Linked DNA regions of Mus musculus: region 1 is linked to region 2. Evidence: chromatin contacts called from public HiChIP or PLAC-seq data. All regions are on one chromosome and are shown on one strand. The core of a region is the stretch at or near the end of the contact, and the rest is flanking DNA. Distances in the headings are between cores, read along the strand shown.

What was found. HiChIP or PLAC-seq counts read pairs in DNA pulled down with a chosen protein or histone mark.
Region 1: a contact with region 2 is called in an H3K27ac HiChIP or PLAC-seq map of regulatory T cells, with 3 times the contacts expected there. The contact joins two enhancer-like sites. A contact is called at or near these places in 5 of 15 datasets of contacts at CTCF or cohesin (CD8 T cells, the NIH/3T3 cell line, embryonic stem cells and 1 more), 68 of 484 Hi-C or Micro-C datasets (the C10 cell line, CD4 T cells, CD4 single positive thymocytes and 37 more) and 7 of 115 datasets of contacts at active chromatin or transcription factors (the SCID.adh cell line, bone marrow-derived dendritic cells, embryonic stem cells and 2 more).

Annotation. Positions count from the first base shown.
Region 1 is chr16:5,463,125-5,468,920 of GRCm38.p6, reverse strand. No RefSeq gene overlaps it. Among named protein-coding and RNA genes, the nearest start is that of Gm41416, 18 kb to the left of the region's middle. Within about 2 kb of position 1,845, at least 12 of the 459 cell types and tissues checked have an H3K27ac peak or open chromatin away from gene starts, as enhancers often do. A contact at or near this core is called in regulatory T cells, where this site is marked.
Region 2 is chr16:5,421,979-5,427,823 of GRCm38.p6, reverse strand. The region is part of intron 1 of Gm41414 (predicted gene, 41414); the gene reads right to left. Among named protein-coding and RNA genes, the nearest start is that of Gm41416, 59 kb to the left of the region's middle. Within about 2 kb of position 1,668, at least 9 of the 459 cell types and tissues checked have an H3K27ac peak or open chromatin away from gene starts, as enhancers often do. A contact at or near this core is called in regulatory T cells, where this site is marked.

The DNA of each region.
Region 1 (5,796 bases), core at 596-3,095, 41 kb before region 2:
AGTCAGGTGATCACTGGCTGCAACCTTTGTGACCAAGAGTCACAAGAAATCCCTTCCTTTTCAGTTGTCATTCCCCAGCTTTGTCACAACAACAAAAAGTCTCCAAGATGCTGGGAGGTTGTCTGAAGGAAGAAAAAACCAAGGCAGGAGTGAAACCCAGAATTGCAGCCCTGAGGTACAAGGATTGCCTAAGCTAGGCATTCATGGACAAGCTCTTACTGTACAAAGCTCTGTTGTGCCTGCCACGCCTGATCAGCTCTGCTCACAGGATGTGAAAGCAGACACACGAGCGTGGAAATAAGGGTGTGGCCACGTTCCAATAAAACTTTTCTTGACACACACTAGCAGGGCCCGTGCTCCTATGGGCACCTTCAGGTTTATTACAGACCAGGTTGGCACAGCTATGAGGGTGCCTGCGATGTGGTGAACATATCCATCTCTCATGGAAGAAGTCAGGTAGAAAGCACACATCACTGGTGACTCCATGGATAGGAAGACGGGCAAGGGTAAAGTGCCCATGGCTCTTGAAAAACACCACTGACCTCCAAATCCACAGGTTCAGAGCCTCCAATCCTACATCTGTTGATGAAACCAGCCACACACTGAAAATATACTTGCTTACTTATATAGACTTAAATTGTTGAATCATCAGTATTCACTAAACAATCCATCACAGACAGACAGACAGACAGACAGACAGGCAGGCAGGCAGGCATTCACATTGCTGTGCTAGGAGTTATACAGCATCTAGAGATGGTGTAGGAAATGGTGGGTATGTGGGGATTATTTGGAACTCTGAAACTTTCTATAAAAGAGACTGGCACATCTTTGGGTCTGTGTACCTATGGCTGTCCAAGAACCAAACTTCTATGGATCCCAGGGAACAAGGGACCCACTGCTAGGCAAGAGTTCTTGTGTCCAGTGTGCATCTGTTCTATGGAAATCTTTTAGGCTGTCCTCTTGGGGTTCGTTACCTATACAAATATTTGTTTTGGATTTAAAAGAAGAAAAACAAGTCAAAACAAAAACAAACAAACAAACACTAGTCATGAAGTCTTGTGTAGCTGTACCTCTACTCACAGCCTGCAGGGGGCGCTATGGCCCCATGAACTCGGCTCTGGTTGAGGGACTAGACTGATCTGGCCTCCCAGAGAATTCAAAACTGGAGAATCCTGTAGGCTAAGAGCTGGTAGAGGAGAGGCCCTGGGAGCTAAGCTGGCCACTCTTGCTTCAGCCCTGGAGTAGGCCCTGTAACAAGCTGAAGACTCACCTTTGTCAGCACCCTAGAGAAATTCTTTCAGAAAAAGCCTGGTAGCAACATTCCATTCTTCCTCCTCACCTCTGGAAGTCCCAGCACACACAAGGGGGGGGGGGGGGACACGTAGTTAACAGGCAGGGCAATCTGCTTCCAAATCATTGCTCTGGCACTGGGACACCGGAGGTGAGCAACTCGTCATTGCTGATTGCTGTTCTATGGGAGGTGGCCCCAATGACCTCACAGAGTCTTGTGAGGACTTAATGACTTGGACAAGTCAAATGGGCTTGTCCCAGGACTGGGTAAAGCACTTGTCTCACAAGTGTGTAAGGATCCCCAGCAACCCATGCAGAGTTGGCCATGGGAGCGTGCATGTGACACCCAGGCATTCCGGGGAGGGGGCAGGAGGGGATCCAAGAGAGGCCAACTAGCCTTGCGTATGCAGAGAATGACGAGATGCAGTCTGAAATAAGGTGGAAGTGAGGACTGACACACAAACAAGCACAGCACACATGGTATAAGTGGATGACTACTATAGAGCCAAGTTAGCCCCATTCACAGGCAACTTGTCACCACAGTGAATTAGGCCACACCTAGTTGCAGCACCATGTGGCCACAGAAGGTGAGCAACCACATCCCCTGTCCCTTACATCCCTGACCCTGCAACACTGGACACCCCGGTCAGTGCCCACAGCTCAAGGCCAGCTGGCTAACAGCACAAAACCTCAGCAGGATGCAGTAGACCTGCCCTGAGCCTGACCTCCCTCCAGCTGCTCCAGCTGTGAGACATCCTCTCAGTCAGCACTTCTAGAGCCAAGAGGGCCTGCAGGTCCTGGTATAAAAACCAAGATAAGGTTGGAGAGTCCAGACTGACCTCCGTGTCCAGCTCATCATCAAATCAGCTGTGTAACCTTGGGAAGCAACTGGGCCTCTTTGTCTCTGTCCCCACAAGGAAATCCCCCACAGCAGGGTGGCTGGAACAGTGAGAACATTTCTCTGTCATGAAAGAGAACCCAGGCAGGTTTCAGATCCTTGGCCAGAAGGTACAGATTTCAGGATGTATCAGTGACAAACAGCAATGCCAGCCAGTGGCAAAGATGCTGTGCTCTCATCCAAAACAGCAGGTGCTGGTGTCACCACTTGTCAAAGACACTGAGAGAAAAGACCAAGACCCCCTCTTGCCCAAGACCACAAAGTGCTAAAGTTGAATGTGAGTCCAAATCTGCCTAGTGTGGTTTGGATTTTGCTATGTAGCCCATACTAGACACAAATTCATTATCTTCCTGCCTCAGCCTCCCAAGAACTGAGACCACAGGCATGTACACACACACACACACACACACACACACACACCACCCAGAAATGTTCTTATAGCCCACCTGTCTAAGTCAGAATTTAACTCATCCCAGGGCCCAGCCTGTGGAAGTAAGCTGTGCACCTTAGGATGACTGTGTCTATTTTCTGTTCTCCTCTATCTTGAGCACATGACGGTCTGCAGAAACTTGGGAGCAATCAGGCACAGTCATTGAGAGGGTTCAGGGGATAAAGGTGAATGACGCCAGCTTTCACCGTGGCAACCCCATAATGCACTTATGCACAGCCACCTCCATGTCCTGCCCATGAAGCTGCAGTACCATGTGCAGCTAGGTACCATGCTTGGCTCTGCTGCCTACCAACTGACTATGGATGAGTTAGGGCACACCAATGTGCCCGAGCATAGTCACATGGAAAAGTGTGGCTAATTCCAGAAGAGAACTTGCCTGGAAACATACTTGCCAAGACCCCATGACATGTAGCACACCACCACCACCACCATCGTCATGACCACCATCACCACTAACATCATCATTGCCATAACTCATCATCATTACCCTCATCACACCCACCTTGTCACCATCACCACCATAATAATCACAACCACCGTAAGTATCACTAAGGTAATCACTACCATCACTCCCACCAACCTTTCTACTATTGGCACTGTTACTTTTGTGTTGTTCTAGAAAACAATGTGGGAAGGCGTAGCCATTGATTGCCTTGTTTCCTCCTCAGACTCCACAAACCACAGATTGAAAACCAGGCTCCGTATTCAACACTCACCGAGAAAAGGCATCGTCATCTTTTATACTTCTTTGCTCATCTGTTTTTCATGCACAAAACCCCATCCCCTCCCTCTTGGGTACCCACTCGTAACTCTCCTGAAAGGAGTGAAGACATTCTGCAAAGAATCTAGTTGGTTGTCCTACTCCCTTTGGCTACCATGCTATTGAAACAACGGTCCCTAGAAAATTGGAATTTCCTTCATTCTGGGAGAATTCCGAAGGAAAAGACTGGGACCCTGGTGACAGCCAGAGATAAACATGTCTCTCAGGAAGGATTTCACATGGTTTGGACATCTTGTCAGACCACCTTACAGGAGTGACAAGAGTCCAACAATGAGGACAGGCCTGAGAACCAGTCAATATCAGTGTGCAGGACCCTTTGGATGGACCTGCATAGCTATGTGGACACCTTGCCCTTTATTTAAACCTGAACTTTGTGTCAAAGTGTGTGACATCTTTGGTGTTTCTTCCTCGTGGTCACCTTGAATAAATCTTCTTTCTTTGTCTTTCTCTTTAATTGGCCTACCAAGGAGTGGCTGAACCTTGCTCCTTCGAGCAGCCAGGGTCCCGGCTCTGACCCTAAGATGTGCACTCACTGTACTATAAGGGAAGCCATTTGCTGAAATGTGCTACCCTAGAGACAAGTCCATCTATGTGGCAAAGAACTAGTATATCCACTCAGCATGGAGTATAATAGCTACAGACCTTCCATCAAGCCTGGAGTTACACACAGCCCTGGTGGCATTCCCATGACAGCCCATCAAAAATTCCGATGCAGGATGCCACACAAACCCACCACACAATTCCTGTGAGGTGCCTAGTGTTCATTGTTTTAATCCATTGAGTTTAGGGGGATTTGTTCCATGTCAGTCAGTAACTAATAGTCTTCCATCTCACAGGAATTTATTTGCCTTAAGAGCAGATTTGGAGGCAAACTTCAGTCTGTGGGGATGAACAGGAACAATGGGCACATGCTGAAGTGGCAACTTCACTGCCTTTCACTCTTCAGAGCACAGAGCCTCACAGACAAAGCTACCAGTCTTCAAAGTTCAATTAGAACAATAGGATACCAGGCCTGATTAGCTCCAGAGGGAGTCTTAGAAAGCTGAACCAACTATAATGCCATGGCACAAATAGGGATAGGGAGAAGGAACTATGGGATTACTCAAGTAAAACCTCCTATAAGGGCGTCTGAAGCCAGATGTGACAAAGAGCAGCCATTACAAACCAACAGAGATCAAATGTGCCTTGATTGACTAGTAATGTCTGGTCTAGAACTAGACATGAGGAAGAGTGCCCATTGCTTATTTGTAGAGATCGAATGTGCTGTGATCAATTTGTGATCTCTGCTAGAAGCATGGAAGAATGTGTAGTGGAATGCATGTCACCCATGCTGCTAGTATTGCTTTACATATGACTCCAGAAGAACAGGGGCTCCATTGTGGAGTCCAGAGTCATAAAGGACTCTGACTCTGACAGTGGGGATAGTCTCAATGCTCTCACGCAAGCATGCCTTGTAAAATATGTTAAGGGCTCTGAATGCAAAGCCACAGACTTGAAAGTGATTATTCTGGGGACAGAGAACTGCATGACACTGATGTGACTGGTTTCATTGACTGACAGCTGGCAGGTTGTACCTCCCTTATACCATCACTGTATAGAAACAAATTGAAGGCAAGGGATCCAAAGTGTGACTTCCCACCCTCAAGCTGCCTACAGTCTCCAGTGAACTGTGAGTCTGCACTTTCTATTTGTGTTAAAGTCCCCTGGAATCATAGGCAGCCCAGAGAGGCTAGCAAGCCTCCCTTCCCACTGCCTGAAACTGCCTATCCTCTATCACAAAAGCTCTTTGCCCGGAGACCTCCTGAGTCACAGGACTTGAGGGCAGCCTACAGGAGTTCTTTGTACACAGGGGTGGTGGGCTTAGAAGCAGAACAACAAGCAGGGGAACCCATACCCCACCTCCTGTCTGTATATAGAGGGGAGGTTCTCGTATAGCCCAGGCTGGCCTCTAATTTGCTATATAGCTGAGGAAGACCTTGAACTACTAATCCTCCTGCCTCTATCTCTTGTGCATAGGATGGCCATGCCCATTTTGTGTGGTGCTGGAAATGGATCCCTAGGCAAACACTATACCAACTGAGCTCTGTCTTCCACCTGATTCTCTGTAAGTGTGGCCAGAGTGTGTGGCAGCATGCCCAACCAAAGCAATATCTTCATGTACCTAGACATGGTCTCAGAATCTAGCAGTCCCTATATCTGCTTGGCATAAGCATGGAAAAATTAGAACCAACTACAGGCTCTGTCTTCATCTCAGGTTTAATCCTGAGTTCATCACGAACATCACGCCTCTTCTATTGCCTGGCTGGGCAGCAAATGTCACACAAACAGGCACCTGATCACCTCTTCCAGAGGCTAAGAGACCTGTGAGGGTCTGGC
Region 2 (5,845 bases), core at 419-2,918:
TATGGACAGGGATAGTTGTGCTTTTCTGCAACTCCACTGAACTCTGAGAGCACCTCAGATGAAAATGAGCTAGATCAATTTGTTTCTTACATCTCGGCACTAAAGGAGCGACAGCTGGAGAGTTTGGGGGTTTTGCTTATTTTGGGTTTTGTTGTTGTGGCTGCTGCTGTTGATTGTTTTTGTTTTGTTGGTAAAAGACCAGTCAGACTGGGCTATAGAGCAAGACCCCATGTCAAACAGAAAATGAGAAGAGGAGTAAGAAGAAGAGGAAGAAGAGAGGGAGGAGGACAAAGAGAAGGAGGAAGTGAAGAAAGAAGGAAGAAGTGGGTGGAGAAATAGGAGGTGGTGGATGGAGAGAGAGAGAGTGGAGAAGGATGAGGAAGAAGAGGACAAGGTGGAGTAAGAAGAGGTGGAGGGGCAGTAACAGGGGGAAGAGGTGGAGGAAGAGGAGTTGGAGGAGGAAGAGGAGGTGGAGGAAGAGGAGGAAAAGAAGGAGGAGGTGGAGGACAATAGAGAGAAAGCAGCAGCTGTGTGTACCCACCCACATCCTGAGGAGTGGGCAGGGAGCCTCCGACAGGACTATAAAGAACTGAAGCTAAGCAAGTGTAGTGGCTGCTGGGGCCCACATAGCTCAGCTGTATGAGCAGCACCTGCCCCAGCCCAGAGCGCCAGGGTTCTAAATGATCTTATTAGAGGATACTCAGATGATGTAGTCAGACTTGCATCTAACATGACATTTGTTTTATGAGACTAAATCATTCCAAATATTTTATCATCTCCCCTTATTATTCAACCACTTTAAATTCTATTGAGAGTGACAGTTGAAGTAATATCTTCTGCTCTGGCCTTCACCCCACATGCTGTCCCAGCCTACCCGCTACCCACTAGATATAGCCACTGGAGGACATGCTTGGATGGCACAATGCCATACACGATTTCATTCTCGCCTCTTCCCTCCCCTCCCCTCCCCTCCCCTCCCCTCCCCTCCCTTCCCCTCCTCTCCCCTCCCCTTCCCTTACCCGCCCATGAGAAGATCCCACCATACACTGAGCCATTCAGGCCAAAAGCCTGAGACTTTGCTGTTGTCATGCAGGCTTCTTGTCCCAGCATTTGGGAGGCTGAGACAGGAGGGTGATCTTGAATTTCAGGCCACTGTGAGCTACATAGTGACACCTAGTCGCAAATAACAAAACTCTTCATAGATGTCCTTTTGCCCCATTCTTCCTGGCCAAGTCCCACCTAAGTGCTCCCAGAGACCTTAGCCACCCTTCCACTCACCCCAGTCCAGCCCAGCCCCCCTCCCTCAGTACATCAGCAGAAGTCTCCATGCCTGTCTAGATTCACTTCATCCTTTTCTCCACAACCCACTTCCTACACAGATACCCAAATCATCTTTTTAAGTACCAAATATCTGAGCCTGGAGACAGCAGCAGATCATCCCAGCTCCTCAGGAGGCTGAGGCAGGGTGATCACAAGTTCAAGGTCAGCCTGTGAAAGTTAGTGAGACCTTATCTCTGTAGAAAAAAAAAAAACTTACATAGGTCTTATGCTCAATTCCTGGTACTATGAGTTAATTAATTAATTAAAAACAAAACCACAGACCCTATCACTCCACCTCTGCCTGAAGTCAGTCATCATTTCCTGTGAAGCCTAGTCCACCAACATTGCTGTGGCTTCTGAAATCAGGTGGACCAGCTCTCAGCTACCCTACGAGGCCATGTGCCTATGACTCTGCATGGGTCTGTTTCCTTCCCAAAGTTTAGTGCTATGAGCAGTGGATGTGGGTACCTGTCTGCTGCCTCTCTGTGCCTCCCTGCATACACATTCACCACACTATGGGCAGGCAGGAAAGTGGCCTACTGTACTCCTCAGTGACTCTGATTAGCACTGCTTCATTCAACCACAAAGGAGACTCGACCCTATATAGCAGCACAAGATAGCGCCCTGCAATAGACTTGTAAGACACATAGTATGTTCTGGCCATGGGGAGAAGGAGTTGAGGGAACCAGAGGGTTCTGTGGAGACTCGGGAGTGGAGGAGCACCAGTTCCCACCAGAGGATGCAATTAGTTCATTTGTATTTTCCCAGGACCAGTGGGGGAAGAGAATTTCAACAAGTCAATGGCTGAAGTCTCAACAGACTGGCCAAATATAATGGGCAATTCATAGCCTTTCCTTCTAGGAGTGTAGCTACTGAGATTGGAGTAACCTGGGTGGATTTCTGAGATCTTAAGTCTTCAAGATACCCTTCAGAAGTTGAGTCTTATTGCATCTTTCCTCTCATTCACACGCAGGGATTCTGATGAGTAACAGAAATTGATGTGCGGAGAGTGAGCATAGTACCTAGATACCTGGTGCTCAGCACACACAGAAAACTGAAGGAATCTGAGCAGCTCACTCTACTCCCACGGAGGACATGGTTACTGGCAGTGTGGTGGATGGGGCTCCTCAGCCCGGACCCCCAGGCTTCCATTACTAATGAAACTATACATGCAAATGAGATTTTTCATTACCTGATCACTTGTGTCTCTGACACCCCTGTGTAGACTGGAAGGACAGTGGTGACAAAGAGAAAGATCAGGAAGATACTTCCAACTACAAACACCTATGCATTACAGATAATCCACACATCTTCTACCCCAGCAGCTGTTGGGTACTTCCATTTATTATGGGTCTGGAACATTTCACCCCAAGGTGATCCTGTCAGCTGGAGACCCGCCCAGTCCCCTCACCCACCTGTTAATACCAGAAGGAAACATGTTTCTTTTATGAAAGAGGTTTTCCATGACTACTGAAACTATACATGCAAATGAGATTTTTTTCCAGCAGCCAATGAAAATATATATGCAAATGAAACATTCAACACCAACAGAAATGACAAGAGTTTCTCCCACTGTGTTAATATGAAAGAGGGTGGTGACCAGTAAAGAACATCACAAAGGAAGAATTGCTACCACCCTCATCTGACCCAAATGTCACAAACAACTTCTGCTATTACTGTTTAAGCGCTCTCCTCCTCCTCCTTCTCCTCCTTCTCCCCATTCTCCTTCTTCTCCTCTCCCTTCCTCCTCCTCTTCCTCTTCTTTTGCTTCTTCTTTTATTATGTGCATGTGAATGAACTTGTGTGTGCCAGGCCATGTGTGTGGAAGTCAGAGGACGACTGACAGGAATCGGCTCTCTTCTCCTACCATGTGAGTCGCCGTGATCAAACCAGGTTATCAAACTTAGCAACACGTACCTCTACCCCCTGAGCCACCTCACCTGCCCTATACACTGCCTTTTAACAGCTAGACAGGTAATAGGTCACTCTTATTTCCTATTATTTACTACTATTAGATTGTATCGTATTCTGGTTGAGAGAAGCTGAGGGAGACTGATTTATATTACTGCTTTTGTTTTCTTTTACTTTATTGATTCTGGTTTTGGCTTGGGGTTTTTGTTGTTATTGTTCTTATTTTGTAATTGTTGATATTGTTATGCTGTTACTGTTGGTGGCGGTGTTGCCTCTAGGCTAGCCAGGCTCTCTATGCTGCACAGGTAATGGAATTACATACATGCTTGTCCATACCTAGGTATGGTGCTTCAAAGGGTTTATTTGGGTATCAAACTGCTGTTCTCAATACTGCCTCATCCTGAATGTAGAAAAAAAAATGTGTTCTGAGGGCTCATTTCCCTCCCAGAGAAGGCTTTCTAGTCGTGTGGTCACCAAGAACTGAGCCTGGAGAAGCACAGCCCATGTAGGCAGGAGTGTAAATTGCTCAGCTGGAAGAATGAATAGCTCTGTTGACATGCACACACACACACACACACACACACACACACACACACACACACACACAGAAATATCCCAAAGAAAAATTTAAAAGAATGTTCAAGTGTAAGAATATACCAATAGGATAAACATTAATTCTACAACTACTCAAAATCAGAGGACGGGAAGGGCAATTCATACTTGTAAGGTCTCTGCACTTCTCAAGAGATTCTATAGACACTGAGGTTAAAATTGGCTCCCAGGAATGAAGGCATGTGATTTAGAGGTGCAGAAGTAGACTTAAAACAGAAGGCGCTAGTGGGGCTGATCCCAGAGTGAAGGGCTGCGTGTCAGAGTACACAAGGACTTCTGCTCCCAAGGCCTTGAGTCACCCAGCAGCAGTACAATCAATCTTTCAGCAAACTATACACATTTAAAACAAACCTAGCCAGGACCAGCAGGGCTCCTTCGTGCATCCTCTGCCTGATTTCAGGTTACAGTCCACTGGGCATTTGAAACTTCTTGGTCATCATAGCCCCTGTGCCTAGCCCAGGTCTCAGACTAGGTTGGTGGGGAAGGGCCAGGAACAGTTAGCAGGATCCGAGTTGCGGGGAGGTTCTGATGCACCCCCAGGCTGAGAACCACATGCTCTTTGCACATAGAAAGGTGGTGCTTGGTATCTTCTTGATGGGGTCTCCTTAAGTATTCAAGGCTGTCCTTGAACTCATCATCTCCCACCTCAGCTTCCTGAGTCCTGAGATTATAAGTGTGCATCTCAGAGCCTTGTTCTCCAGCTTCCTTTGTGTTTCTGCCTTCCACAGTTCCTGTGCACTGGCCTTTTCCTGACTCCGACTGAGCTGCTTCCCCTCCAGGATAGATGATAGAGAACCAAGGAAAACAAGCTAGCCTTCGCCCATTCATTCATTCACTCATTCATTCATTCACTCACTCATGATAACAACAGCACATCTGTTGAATGAATGAAAGAAAAGATACAATATCAGCAATTTGGAAGGAGTAAATAAAAGCTATTTTAATAGATTGCTATTTATGTCCTCTTTCTATTCCTCCACTGCTCTATCCCATCCCTGTGTCAGAGAGTGAGGAATCTGTGTCTCTGGCCTCTCTAGAGACATCCTCCAGACTGGATGTCTATCTCCTGGCAAAGGCAGGACTCCTGGTCCCTAAATCATCAGCAGCCACAACCAGGAAACCCACGTCTTGAGATCTTGGTAAGTAACCAGAGACTACACAAGTGGCCTGACATCGTCACCACCATGGAGGTAGTCAAAGAGAGGCAGGGGCCCAGTCAGAGCTTCTCAGGTCCCTGCGTGTACTGGGGCAGGAGAGCAGCTTGTGTTTGGGGGTAGTTAATCTGCACAGTCCCACAGGCTCCCCCAGACACTGCCCTCCAGATCCCCAGAGAGTCAAGTGAGACCAGAAGAAAAATATACCTCATCATGCTGGAAGGGACCACAGGGTGCAGCTACAGGCAGCTGAACAAGGGGTCCCCCATCTCCCTGTGGCTCAGGGTGCCAACCAACACCTGTCCCTCTTTGACCTGTGTGCCTCCTCTGGTAATAAAAAAGTGATTTTATTATTATTAAAGGCAATGAGTGTGTGGGGGGCGGGGTCTCCCTGGTTACAAGCAGTCTATACATTGTAGAATTACAGAAAATCAGAGTCCTTAACTTAATCCAATTCTAATAAAGAACAGTAGACTCAGGATAACGGGATAACAAGGCACAATAAACACAGGTAGGAGTTACAGGGAAATTACATCAGGGCAATGGAGGCCGGAGTAAAGGGCTTCATGCCAGGGCCATTACAGTGACTAATCCAGTTATTGGCAGTGACAGCTCTCGGAGAGACCGCCTACCTGCCTTCTCCCGCTCAGCCTCATTTTTACCCTAACCATGTTTTTATCTTTACAGGCCAATTTGATTCCACTTCACGCTTTCAGAATTGAGTTTTCCAGATCTGTGACACAAATCTTCCCATTGGTTGTGGTATGAAGGCAGACCTTCTGAATTACATCCCTCTATACCAGAGGTCCCATGCCCAACCCTATCCTGCCACGGCGCTCCCTTGATCT